Linked DNA regions of Mus musculus: regions 1 and 3 are each linked to region 2. Evidence: chromatin contacts called from public Hi-C and promoter capture Hi-C data. All regions are on one chromosome and are shown on one strand. The core of a region is the stretch at or near the end of the contact, and the rest is flanking DNA. Distances in the headings are between cores, read along the strand shown.

What was found. Promoter capture Hi-C pulls out the DNA fragments that hold promoters and counts their contacts. Hi-C and Micro-C count contacts between places; a contact is called where the count stands out from the background.
Region 1: a contact with region 2 is called in a Hi-C map of Th2 cells, with 2.2 times the contacts expected there. The contact joins the enhancer-like site here to the promoter of Htr1b in region 2. A contact is called at or near these places in 1 of 15 datasets of contacts at CTCF or cohesin (large pre-B cells), 2 of 484 Hi-C or Micro-C datasets (both in Th2 cells), 2 of 115 datasets of contacts at active chromatin or transcription factors (embryonic stem cells and large pre-B cells) and 2 of 9 other capture datasets (embryonic stem cells and liver).
Region 3: a contact with region 2 is called in a promoter capture Hi-C map of pre-B cells, with 2.2 times the contacts expected there. The contact joins the enhancer-like site here to the promoter of Htr1b in region 2. A contact is called at or near these places in 1 of 39 promoter capture datasets (pre-B cells), 1 of 484 Hi-C or Micro-C datasets (cortical neurons), 1 of 115 datasets of contacts at active chromatin or transcription factors (large pre-B cells) and 1 of 9 other capture datasets (pancreatic islet).

What each region holds. Positions count from the first base shown.
Region 1 is chr9:82,008,869-82,013,081 of GRCm38.p6, reverse strand. All of the region lies in intron 4 of Mei4 (meiotic double-stranded break formation protein 4), which reads right to left. Among named protein-coding and RNA genes, the nearest start is that of Mei4, 150 kb to the right of the region's middle. Within about 2 kb of position 1,956, at least 3 of the 459 cell types and tissues checked have an H3K27ac peak or open chromatin away from gene starts, as enhancers often do. A contact at or near this core is called in Th2 cells, where this site is marked.
Region 2 is chr9:81,632,531-81,636,563 of GRCm38.p6, reverse strand. Htr1b (5-hydroxytryptamine (serotonin) receptor 1B) reads left to right here and starts at 2,732. Exons shown (of 2, transcript NM_010482.2): 1 at 2,732-2,878; 2 at 3,693-4,033. The coding sequence starts at 4,012. All of the region lies in intron 1 of D430036J16Rik (RIKEN cDNA D430036J16 gene), which reads right to left.
Region 3 is chr9:81,944,364-81,948,405 of GRCm38.p6, reverse strand. The region is part of intron 3 of Mei4 (meiotic double-stranded break formation protein 4); the gene reads right to left. Among named protein-coding and RNA genes, the nearest start is that of Mei4, 83 kb to the right of the region's middle. Within about 2 kb of position 2,620, at least 7 of the 459 cell types and tissues checked have an H3K27ac peak or open chromatin away from gene starts, as enhancers often do.

The DNA of each region.
Region 1 (4,213 bases), core at 707-3,206, 380 kb before region 2:
CCTGGGAATTCCCAGAGACTAAGCCACCAACCAAAGAGCAATTATTCCTGATCTAAGGCCGCTGGCGCATGTGTAGCCAATGACTGCTCTGTCTGGCCTCAGCAGTAGAGGAGGTGCCTAATCCTGTAGAGACTTGATGCCCCAGGGAGGAGAGGATTTCCCTTTGGGGCACCCTCTCAGAGGTGAAGGGGCAGGGGAGGAAAAATGGAAGAACTCTGTGAGGGAAGACTAAAAGGAAGGCAACATTTGGGATTTAAATAAATACAATAAACAATAAAAAGTAAAATAAAATAGAGATTGATTTGGCAACACTGTGATGGGTTTCTGTTACTGGACATTTAAGGAAAGGCACGGAAAATAATATTTATTAAAAACCAGTGGCTTTCAAAAAAGCATTTAATTCCCTTCTAAGTCTCAAAGGATTAGGTAATACAATTATGTCTGTCTTAAAGTTAAAGAACCAGAGACCCAGGCTTGGGCACTGACAGGATTGTTTCTAGGTCACTATAATTCTGAAGTCTGTATATGTCTTACCCTAAGTCTCAAAGTCTGGTTCTGTGACCCTGAAGTCAGTTTGTATTGATTTGTATCACTCCACGGAAAGATCTAAAGAGGTTGTGATGAGTTGTGTACTCTTTCTGGATTAGGTTCTTTGAAGACTTCAACTAGACCATTCCTTGAACACTGGTTTGATCAATTCCATACTGACTGGAGGACCTCAGATGCTCATATAACGTGGTGCAGCATCACTTAGGCTGTATGAGATACTGCTACCATTAGCTCTTGTATCACTGAGCCTCTTGATGCTTTTGTCATTTTCAAAATATATCAAATTCTGGAGTTATAGAGCCATACTATCAATACATTTATTTTAATACAAAACAGTGAGTTGAGAATTCAGTGTTTGTGTTACAATAAAATTTTCTTTTCCCGGTTTCTAAATATCTGATCCTGAAAACGCACTAATCTCTAATGACTCTACTTTACATATTCTTTAATGATGGTGTTTCAGTTCTCCAGACTTGAAACATGCCTCCAGGATCATATGCCCTTTAGTCATGTCAAACACAGAAAAATTAAGCTATCATTTAACCACACTTCAGTCACAAATTCCTTCACACATATCAAAAATCAGTTATTCTCACAGCGACATGTTCACATAATTTTTCCCATGGTCTGCTATATGTAATATAAAATGAAGATCCTCTTTGATAGTGACCATAAATGATAAAGTGATTATATATATATATATATATATATATATATATATATATATGTGTGTGTGTGTGTGTGTGTGTGTGTGTGTGTGTGTGTGTATACATATATAGAGATATATATACACGCATATATATGTATATATATTCTATTAAAGGAGATAGGGAAATGCATGTGCGTGCACACGCACACTCTCACACACACACACACACACACAAATAAGAAGAGAAAGGAGATCTTCTCATGATGAGCTCCCTAGTCTCTTTAGCATCCCAGCATTGAGACTGAAGACAGAAGTTACTCCCTATCTGCCTTTCTTTTTACAGGTTCTGCTTCAATGCATTCCTACATGTGCATTTCTCCCCGCTTAGAACTTTTTTCATGGTATGCTCACATGTATGTATTAATCCTACAAAATAAAATTAAATTTAAAATGACTTTATATTATATCATGATTACATTTTCTCAGGAGTCTTCCACTCTGTATTTAAAAAGCAACAGAGCATTGAGAAGTCTACTCACCTAACCCTCCCCCAGCTTTCCCACTAGCTTTGCTGACCCAGAAGAGCTCAACTTTTCCTTTAGTTCTCTCTGACCGTTATGAAGAATCAACTGTGAGGTATTTGAATCCTCTTTGTCACCACAAAAAAGTAATGCCCTCTTTCCATGTGAAGGAACCCAAACCCCAGTGCCAACAAAGCATGCCGATTAGGAGGTGAGTCACTGTTACTTCAGAAATCCCCTTGAAAGGACCTTTCATGAGTGTTTCCCAGAAATGCATCTCCTTCAATGCAAACCTACATTGGTATTTGGTCTGAAATAACTGTATGGTAGAAGTTGCTTTAAAAGGAAGTAGCCTTAATCATCTATTGCCAGAAAGCAGTTCGGTGGGGTATATTCATTAGAAATCCAAAACAAAAGCTTCTTTAGAAACTGCATGTATGGGCTGTGAAGAACTAATAATGTGACTTCCTCCTGCAATCCAGCATACTGCAGCTTCGTGCAGGCCATAATTACATTCATGTTTGTCAACAGTTTGAATGGCATGCAATTATCTGTTCCCTTCTAATATTGTCTCTGAACTGCTCTGTTCAAATGCCTGAAATAAAAAGTCACTCTAGAATTAGGGAAAGTCAAATGAAAGACACACTCTTGGACTCTGCAGTTTGGACATCTAGCTTTATAAATAAGTGACACTCATTAGCAGTCTTGTCTGTATTGAGCAAACTGAACGGAGAGTGATGGGGTTCACTCTCCTCAGGATTCGACATATTGACATCACTAAAACATTTGCTTTGGAGTAGAAAAATTCAATTGTGTACTTTTTCGTCTCTTCCCTCCTATCTTGTGTGTTCGTGTTACTTAGAAATGCACTGTGGGAACAGCCTATCACAGAGGGAACTCCACTCCCGGCCAGCTCTCCTCCCACCTTCATCACACTTGTTGAGCCTGACCCACACAGGTAAGCTTCCCTTCCCGAGCCATCTTCCCTGCAATAAAGACAGTCACCGGCTTATAGTAAAGGGCTGAAAAGGTGTTTTCCAAGCAAACAACCCAGGGAACAAGCTGAAGTGGCTATTCTAATTTTCTAATAAAATAGACTTTCAACCAAAATTAATCAAAAGAGACAGGGAAGAGCATGTCAAACTCAACAGAGGAAAGTTCTATCTCAATTCTGAACATCTATGCATCTATGCCCCAAACACAAGGTCACTTGCATTTTGCTAAATCTTAAATCGCACATCGAACTCCACACATAAATAATGGGAGACTTCAACACCCCATTCTCACCAATGACAGGCCAACCAGACAAAAACTAAACAGAAATAATGAAACTAACAGACATTCTAAGTATATGGACCTAACAGATATCTATAGATTATTTCAGCATAACACAAAAGAATATACCTTCTTCTCAGCACCTCATGGATCTTTCTCCAAAATTGATCATATAGTCAGTCATTGCAAGCCTCAACAGATATAGGAAAATTGAAATAGCACCTTCTATATTATCAGACTCCATGGATTAAAGCCGGACTTCTACAACAACAGAAACACTGAAAAGCCTACACTCATGGAAATTGAATAATTGTACTCAATGATGACCTTGTCAGGAAGAGATAAAGAAGGGAATTAAAAACTTGGTACAATTCAATTAAAATGAGGGCACAATACACCCAAATGTATGGGCTATAATGAAAGCAGTGCTAAGAGACCTGAGATAAGGGAGACACCTAAGAACCAGTAAGGGGGACCTGAGCTGTGACTCATAGCATCATCGGGGATATGGAACCGGAAGAAACCACCTCCTGTAGCCAAGCAGAAATCCCAGTGGGACGAAAGAGACACCAACCCACCCACAAAAAATTTCAACCCAAAATGTATCCTGTCCAAAAAAAAAAAAAAAAAATGCAGGGACAGGGAACGGAGGAGAAACTGAGAGAATGGCCAACCTATAACTGGTCCAACTTGAGATGCATCCCTGCCAAGCACCAATCTCTGAAACTATTGAAGATACTCTATTAATCTTGTTTCATTTTTTTTCTAAGAAAAAATAAGAAATAAATTTGTTCTATGTTATAGTTTGAGTCCAAACTCCCATTTTGAACAGGACGACAGCAACTGTTGAATGAAAACTCCAGTCCTTCACAGTTGTATAGGTAAACTGTGCAAAGGTTTAGTAGATAAATAATTCACTTACCTTCTAAGCTTTTGTAATTAATCAAAAGGATGGCAGACGAACCACTAATGGAGACTACTGGAGAGGAAATGGTAGGGAATGATCAGTAATGAACAGGAACTATGATTCCAGGTAAGTCCTATTGAGTAATGAGGTTGAGGAATTCGACATTAGAAAAAAGAGTCCTGTGAGAGAAAGTGATATTGTAATCTGCATAAAGCAGCTAAGACATAATGATACTTGGGTAAACAGAATTCAAAGGCAACAAATTTGAGAAGATTACATATGTAAGGGGAATGCAAGCTCAAGATTCTAGTG
Region 2 (4,033 bases), core at 1,483-3,982:
CCTAGTCGGCCATCATTGGGAAGAGAGGCCCCTTGGTCTAGCAAACTTTATATGCCCCAGCACAGGGGAACACCAGGGCCAAGAAGTGGGAGTGAGTGGGTAGGAGAGCAGGGCAGGGGGAGGGTATAGGGGACTTTCGGGATAGCATTTGAAGTATAAATGAAGAAAATATCTAATAAGAATAAATGTGGGGAAAACAAAAACGAAAACAAACAAACAAAAAAAAACATGGCAGTAAAAACAGCCAACATTGGCCTTAGACCTGAAAAAGAAGTGTCTATTCAGTTCCCACATTCTGTGATTAGGACCAGTGGCTTGGACACTTTTCAATGAGATTTTCACTGGATGATAAGGACTGTGCTGGACAGTGAATTTTTTATGAGTTCTATGTCATGTTTCTTCTGGTTTCCAGGAAAGTGATAAGACCATGATCAAACCCTCCCAGACTGTACCTGCAATTTCCCCAAGGGAGCCTCACAGCCTCCTGGCTTAGGAAAGTCCCCTTGAGGGTGGTTCATATCCCAATACTAATGACTCAGTCACTATCTGGTCTGGTCCTGCCATCAAATCAGACCTTTTTCTACACAAGGAAGTTTTACTGTTCTCTTGAACAGAAGCCCTTGAGAGAAGGTGCCCTTGAAAGACCTGGAACTTTGGAACAACAACAACAACAACAACAACAACAACAACAACAACAACAACAACAACAGCAAACCAACCAACCAAACAAACATCAGGAATTGGTACCCAGCAGCAATGGGTAAGCTTCTTGTTTGACAAATATGCACTGTTGAGCAAACAGCTGCTTTTCATATGCTTCAAGTCTGGGAAGCTACGAGTGAAATTCAGAAACTAGCTTAATGAACTGTGGTGCTTCACTGAGCTCCGCCTAAATCCCTTCTGTGCTGCAGCGGCATATTCACAGAGCTCTAACCAGAAGGTAAAATCAAAATCTGCCTGCAAGTAGTAGAACCTGCTGAGGGTGTGGGACTTCAGATCAGCTGCAATGCATGGGAATGCCACAGGTGTCTGTTTCTCTCCCAACACCAAGGCGGTTTCTCAGTCTCCTGCTTCGGAAACAGAAATAAGAAGGCTGTCCATAGTTGTTAATATTCTCCCTCCTTCCGCCTCTTGAACACGCCCCTCAATCTTCCCTAGCTCCCGAATGATACTAATGATAGTATAGTAGCAGGAAAATAGTTTCCTGGCATCCACCCGGCTTTCTTGCCCCTCAACCACACTCTTGCTCCATCCTGGTCAACGCCCCCACCTAGTGGCTCAACATTGCCAGCTTCCAGTCCGTTTTCAATAGCTTTTAACTGGTGCTGAGCTAGTTAGTAAGATAATGAAGGCACCTCATGTAGGTAGATCGAGTTGAAGACTGGAGGATGGGGCACCTTAAAATGTGGTGGAAAAAAATGCTTAATATGCTGAAGTCTCTGATCTTAGGAAAAGGAAAAGAGGAAAAAAGGTGGTGTTTTTATCCTCGCGGCATCTACTGCAACACAGCTTAAACCTTAAACCTTAGTTAAAAAGCCCCCTTCCAAAGCTTGGAAGATTTTTTTTTTTAGGACACTAGCTGCCAAATGAAAGTATACTGATTTAGTTGACTGTAAGCAACTGTCTTTGCCTCTCCTAAAATATAACTGCTGTAAAACTGGATCTGAATTTGCCCCGTTTGTCTCCATATTCCTAATGCAGAGGAAAACACTCAGCATCAGTTATGCTTTCTAATTTTTGTCTGCCTTGCTGGCTTAGAGGGGCAAGAACTCAGGGAATTTGGTTTGGGACTTTGTCACCTTCAGTCTCTTGTAAAGGTCTGAAATTGCTCCACCCTTAAAACTGGATGGCCAATAGAGCAGATGATCCTGGCTGAGCTCTGGGATGGAACGATTTGAGGTGTAAAAAAAAAAAAAAAAAACACTTGCAGAGAAACTGATGATTTCAATTATAATGTGACTCTTACTAGATCCATTCAACATATCAAACACACACTTAGGCTCGCGGGAATTCTAGTGGGAACCTTAGTCCTTAACACGGGGAGAATACATTGCCATTTACTTTGCTTTTGATTCCTAAGTAGACCCTGTATTTGTTTCTGTTCAGATTGGAGGCGAAACCAAGGCTAGGGAATCTGCTCCGGGTTTGGGGACCCAGCTGCTATGCTTACTGCCCCCTATGGCAGAATTGCTAACCTTTTGCCTAGGGCAAAGGAGACAGTGGTGACTGTAGTTGTGATGGCTCAGAGACCCCTTTATTTTTCCTTTTCTGGGAGGGCTGAGTGGAAGAACTTCTTACTGAAAAGTCGGGCGCTGAGCTGCGGAGCCACTGGGGCGGGAGGATGGGGTGGAAGGTTTAATTTCGCATACAGTAGGCTTCTCTTTATGACACTGTTTTACATCTTGCAGACAGCTTCTCTCCCGTTGACTCACAAAGTTAAAGGGGAGGATTGAATGACAAGCACAAATTTCTAAATGTAGATTGGGAAATTGTGTTTTTAATGTACTAAGAGTCAAAGATGTCTCAAAGCCCCAGGCATGAAGTATAGCATGCACATATTGGCTGCTTCCTTCTAAGGAAGCATCCCTGGCGCCTCCTAAACTGGGTGTGGCCCTCGGTGTGGGGTTAGATTCCAGAAGGGAGAGTTCAGATATTGGCGCTTGCTCCACCTACCACCAACCACCAGGAAAGAGGGAGGTGGTGGTAGGCGGAAGCCTAGACCCGGACGCCCGCACTAAGTCTGTGGCAGCGACTAAAGACGTGGGTTGACTGCGGAGCGCAAAGACTCAAAGCTCTCAGAGGCTAGAACAGGACGTCCCATTACCCATTCCCTGCTTGAAAGGCGACTCCAAGTTTCAGGGTCGGGAGAAGGGACAAGGTGAAGAAAACTGCGAGAGAGGGCGGTAGGACCCTGCGGGAGATTCTGTAGCAGGGACTGGATCTGGGCGGGAGGAAAAGAAGGAGGGAGGGAGGGAGGGAGAGAGGGAGGGAGGGGGGAAAGAGCAGAAGGGAAGGTGCTTTGCAGCCGCCGTCTGCTCTCGCCGCACTGCACGAGTTGCACAGCCGGACCAGGCTGGACCCAGATAATATAAAAGGAGCCCCACCGGCTCTGAGGCTCACACCCCGCTCCCGGGCTGGCGCACACCGACTTCCTCCCGCTCCCCCAGACACCTGCCCCCTCCCGGTGTGCGGCTCCAGGTGCCCCAGCCCCTTGTGCCCCGCGGCATGGCTCCCAGCGGCGCTGCTGGAACCCTGGAGGTGGTGACAGCTGCAGGGCGGCTCGAACTGCCGCAGCTCGGGCCCCAGAGTCTCCCCTCTGGTGGCCGGGTCTCCACGGGGCAGCTCGCTGGTGTGGCCAGCGTGTGAAAAGGGAGGGAGTGCGGCGCCCAGGCTGCTGGCGCCGCGCGGCTGGCTCGCAGACTTCACAATCCCCAAGTCAGGCGGCGGCCAAAGAAAGTGGCGGAGCTCCGGGCTTGTAGGGGGCATGGGGTGGGGATGCAAGCCCAGGACTCTGCACTGGCCTGCAAGCTTCGGTCTGCACAGCCAGCAAACTCCTTCGGGCGGAGTCTGCAGATTCCGGAGCGCCCGGGTTAGGAGAAGCTGAGACCTGAGCAATTGGGGTAAGAGGTCCCACTAGACCCCGAGACCCCTCTACAAGCGATACTTAGTCCTTCTCCACTGTTTGCCTCCAGGGAACCTGAGAGAAGCTGGACTGGGTGGGCCAGTGCTTTATTCACCCGGGCGAAGACGGGGAGTGGAGAGGAGCTAGCAGACGCGGCAGCAGCGCCTGGCGCACTGGAAGTGCAGGGGACGCGCCCGCAGGCTTGGTGGCCGCGCCTGTGACCTCTCCTTTGGGCTGAGAACACAGGCGGAGGAGTTACTGAGGAGCCCACGGAACTGGCTAGCCAAAGGAGACAAGCCTATAGTCTCCATGATCCTCCCGTCCTCTGTTCTTTCCCTGGTCCGCTCCATGTTCAAGAGCTGCGCTCCGCAGCCAGGACGAGGAGAGCTATGGAGGAGCAGGGTATTCAGT
Region 3 (4,042 bases), core at 1,371-3,870, 310 kb before region 2:
AGGAAGCACTATCAGTAGATTCTCCTGAGCCTCAGTCCTTAGGGATACTTTTATGCTTTATAAATGACTTCAGAGTCACTCACTAGAAAAAGGGGAATAAATATCACTAGAAAAAAGGAGAATAAATATCTCTAGAAAAAGGAGAATAAATAGAAAATGCCTATGACAGCAACTGAACAATATCCACGTGGGTATTACATCCTGTTTTCCATTTACCTTGGGGTAGAAAAACAGAAAATTTGCCAGCCAGTATGAGATTCTGAAAAGGTAATGTATGGCAAGTCAATTAATTTTGGCATTTACATTTAACAGTGCTCAGCACCAGGTTACTTGCTGATACTTAGCAGATTGCAGCTTTTTTAAAATAGGGCTTTGTAATAACCTCTGTGATTGAGCTGCAGTTCTGCAAGCTTTAATTGACACTTGCACCTAAGAATGTACAGTGTTTCCTCAGTGTTAATTCCCTTGGCATTTAATTAATTTATGGAAAACGAAGCCTCAGGTTCATAAATTTGAAGTGCATCTAGAAAATATGTTAATCTATTTTTACATTGAATTGGTATACAATCTTTCTAAAAAGTATGCCCCAGTTGCTGAGTCAGGCTGTGACTGTAATCATTGTTGAAAAAGAATAGTCAGCAGATGATAGGTGCTGTTGAACAATTTCACACAGAGGGTAAGCAAGCAACATAATAAGATACCAGTGTTCAGTGCAACACAGAGATGCGTTAAGTGCTTCACACACTAAATACAAAAGGAAATGAGAGCGTCTTCTGCCAGTTACGAGACAGGATGTGTGTTTGTACACATATTTGTGTACGGATGTGTAGTGATGACAGTCCAGATCACCTCTCATCTCTCCAATTACCTGTGACACCATTAGAATCATCCTTGAGATCCAGTATATCTGGTGGGGTGTATCATGGGCCAAAGATCAGAACAGTATTGATTTCACATCAGCTAGGATATACATCATAAAGTGTTCTACACTTAAGTTTTCTAAACTGATTTTTCCTAATTTAACTTTGTTAGGTAACTTTAGGTGTTTCAGATTTATTTTCAAAAATAAAACATCTTTTAATTTAAAATTGAGAATTTTATATGCAAACTGTATTTACATCATTTCCACCCCTCTTTTCCTCCCTTCTCCAGTGTCCCCAAACTGCTCTCAAACTCCTGTTGTAATTTTCTTTAATTATACTTATGTGTTCATGTGCAGGTGTATGTATGTGTGTATGCATGTGTACATGCATGTTTGCGTGTGTGTGTGTGTGTGTGTGTGTGTGTGCATGGGTATGTGTGTGGGCGTGCCCAAGTGTTGCATATAGTCTACTGCATCCACATACTGTTGTCCACATGTGTTTTTATGGAGGGCTGACCACTTGGGAGTAGATAATCTATCAGAGGACTCACACCTGGATATTACCGATTTCCTTCTCTCAGTAGACACTTTTATTTCCTGTAGCTCTTCATATAGGTGTTGGGCCATATAAAATTTCCTCATGTACACTGGCATGCCATCTAATAGTGGTATATTGAAGGTTTTGTTTAGGTAATTATATTTTTGAGATTTCATGAGTAAGGCTTCCCTAACATTTATAGAAGACATTATTTCACAGCAGATGCCCTGGTCCTCTGGCTCTTAACATCTTTTCATATACATAAGAGCAAAACAATTCACCAAAACCCATGTATTTGTACATAACTATACTGAAATATTAGTTGATGTGCATTAGTGATTAAATGTTACAAATTAATTTTACTAAAAAAATTATGACAAGTTCACATTGGAACTATCTAATATCTGTCATTTGGTTCCACTTGATGTTCCTTTTCAGAAAATAAAACAGAACAAAACAAAACAAAATAAAATCTAGGCCCAACCAACCATAACAAAAACCTTAGACTACACCTGAAAGACAAATAAAAAAACAAAGCAAAACAGAACAATTTCTCCTTTTGGATTGAAAAAGAGAAGACTGTGTACTTCATAATAAATCATTTTTAGAATTCAAGAGTAAAACCCACTATGAAACAAATCATTGAATCTCTAAAAAAGACCCTGGACTTCTATGGGATGCAGCCACAAGTAAAGCTTTGGGAAGGTACCAACTATCTTGTTCAAAGAAAAGTACTTATAACTCAAATACTTAAAGTTAGATCTGGGGTCTTTATGGCTGCTCTCGTGGGAATATTGTATCATCTCTTTGCATCTCAGTTTTCATATCTGTAATGCAGGAAAACCATTTTCCCAGACTGTGGCTAAAATTATACCTACTGATCATTTCAAAGTAGTTAGCAAGAACTCAGTGAATGTAGGTCTAAGAAATTAGAAGTTGGAATCAAAATCTGTTAATGAGGTGTTTCTAAAGTTTAACGTCTGTATGAAGTACCTGGGGACCTTATTAAAATACAGATTGAAATTCGATTGTTCTGAGATAGGGGCTCAAGAGCCTGTATTTTTACAAGGTTTCAGGCGATGCGCGCATGGCTGATCCCTTAACCATATTCTGAGTATTGCAAGGTTAATGCACATTAAAGCAGGAGCCAGCATGCACGTGCTGTGGGGAAGAACAGCTTGCCTTTGCAAACGCTACCCACAATGCTGTGGGGTTTTGTAATTAAAAAAGGAAAAGGGAAGTAGAACTTCTGCTTATAGCTGTCATGGCCATCTACACCATCATATAATATATTACTCAGAGATTGGGATTAAGTCATTAATAATGCTTTACCTTAATATGTTACTTAGTTTTTAAAAAGAGAATAAAATGATTATGGAACTGTTTGCGTTCATGAGTATGGCTCGTGGATTGAATTTGGTAATTTTGCCATGATCCTGACATCCTCTTATATACGTCTGTGTTTTTTTTTCTTTTGTTCCTTGATTTTTTTTTTTGTCTGTTTGTTTGTCTTGTCTTATTTTGTTTTATGGTTCTGGGAATAGAACCTAAGGACTTCTGAGGCAAGCATTCCTGCTGAGTTATACCCCAGCCTTTGAAACCCTCTTTTCTTTTTTTCTCTCCTCTCTATTCTTTTCCTTTTCCTTTGGTCTTAAGCAAACCAAAAACATAACCAAATTAGATAATGAAATATTCAAAAATGTACAATGCCCACTAATTTGCTTAGCTATACAGGGCCCCAGCATTAACTCAAAGATGAACCTACTCATTTTTAAATTTAATCTGTGTGTGTGATATGTGGCTGTATGTATTGTGATATGTGTGTGTATGAGGTGTATGTGTGTATACGTATATAAGTCTGTGTGTCTGTGTGCATTTGTGTGTATATATGCATGTGTGCATGATATGTGAGTGCAGACATGTCTGTTCCATGGCTAATGTATGGAATCACACAATGACTCCCAGAAGTCAGTTAGTTCTCTCCTTTCCTGCTGTGATCCACTGTTGAACTCCCTTCTTCAATGCAAGCCCTTTACCCACCGAGCCACCCACCTGGCCTTTCACCTGGTTTTGTGTGAGTACAGTAAAGAGCAGCAACACACTGAGATTTAAAACAGCTAAAGCAAATGTATGACAATAGCACCAAATTATCTAGTTATGCATTCATATGAAATGACTGTAACCTATACCATCATTCAGTTCTGGCCTTATGAAGGCTGGGTAACATGCAGCAGCTCTGAATGCATCCTTGGTGTAGAAAAGTCTTCCTTTCTTGCTTTCTACACCAATACTTTCCTAAATTTCCCACTAAGGTGATGGCCTCTAACTCATTGATTTATTTTCAGTAATTGCCATCTGCTATTCAGTAATTGCCACATACTGTAGTTTTGCCAGGCCTCAGACACTGCCCTCTTTCTATTTGTAATTTGTTTTCTAATTATTTATAGACAAACAAACAAACAAACAAAAAGCCTTCATCTCTACTACCTCTAAAATGTACCTCATGGCCAGTGCCCTGTCTTGAGCCCCACATTATAATACTGATTGATGGTTGGCTGTGCTATCTGTCTTACAGTTATGCCCCAGTCATTATTAAAGTTTGGGTAAGAATGGAGACCTGGGCTATGCTTCCTCTTGGCCCA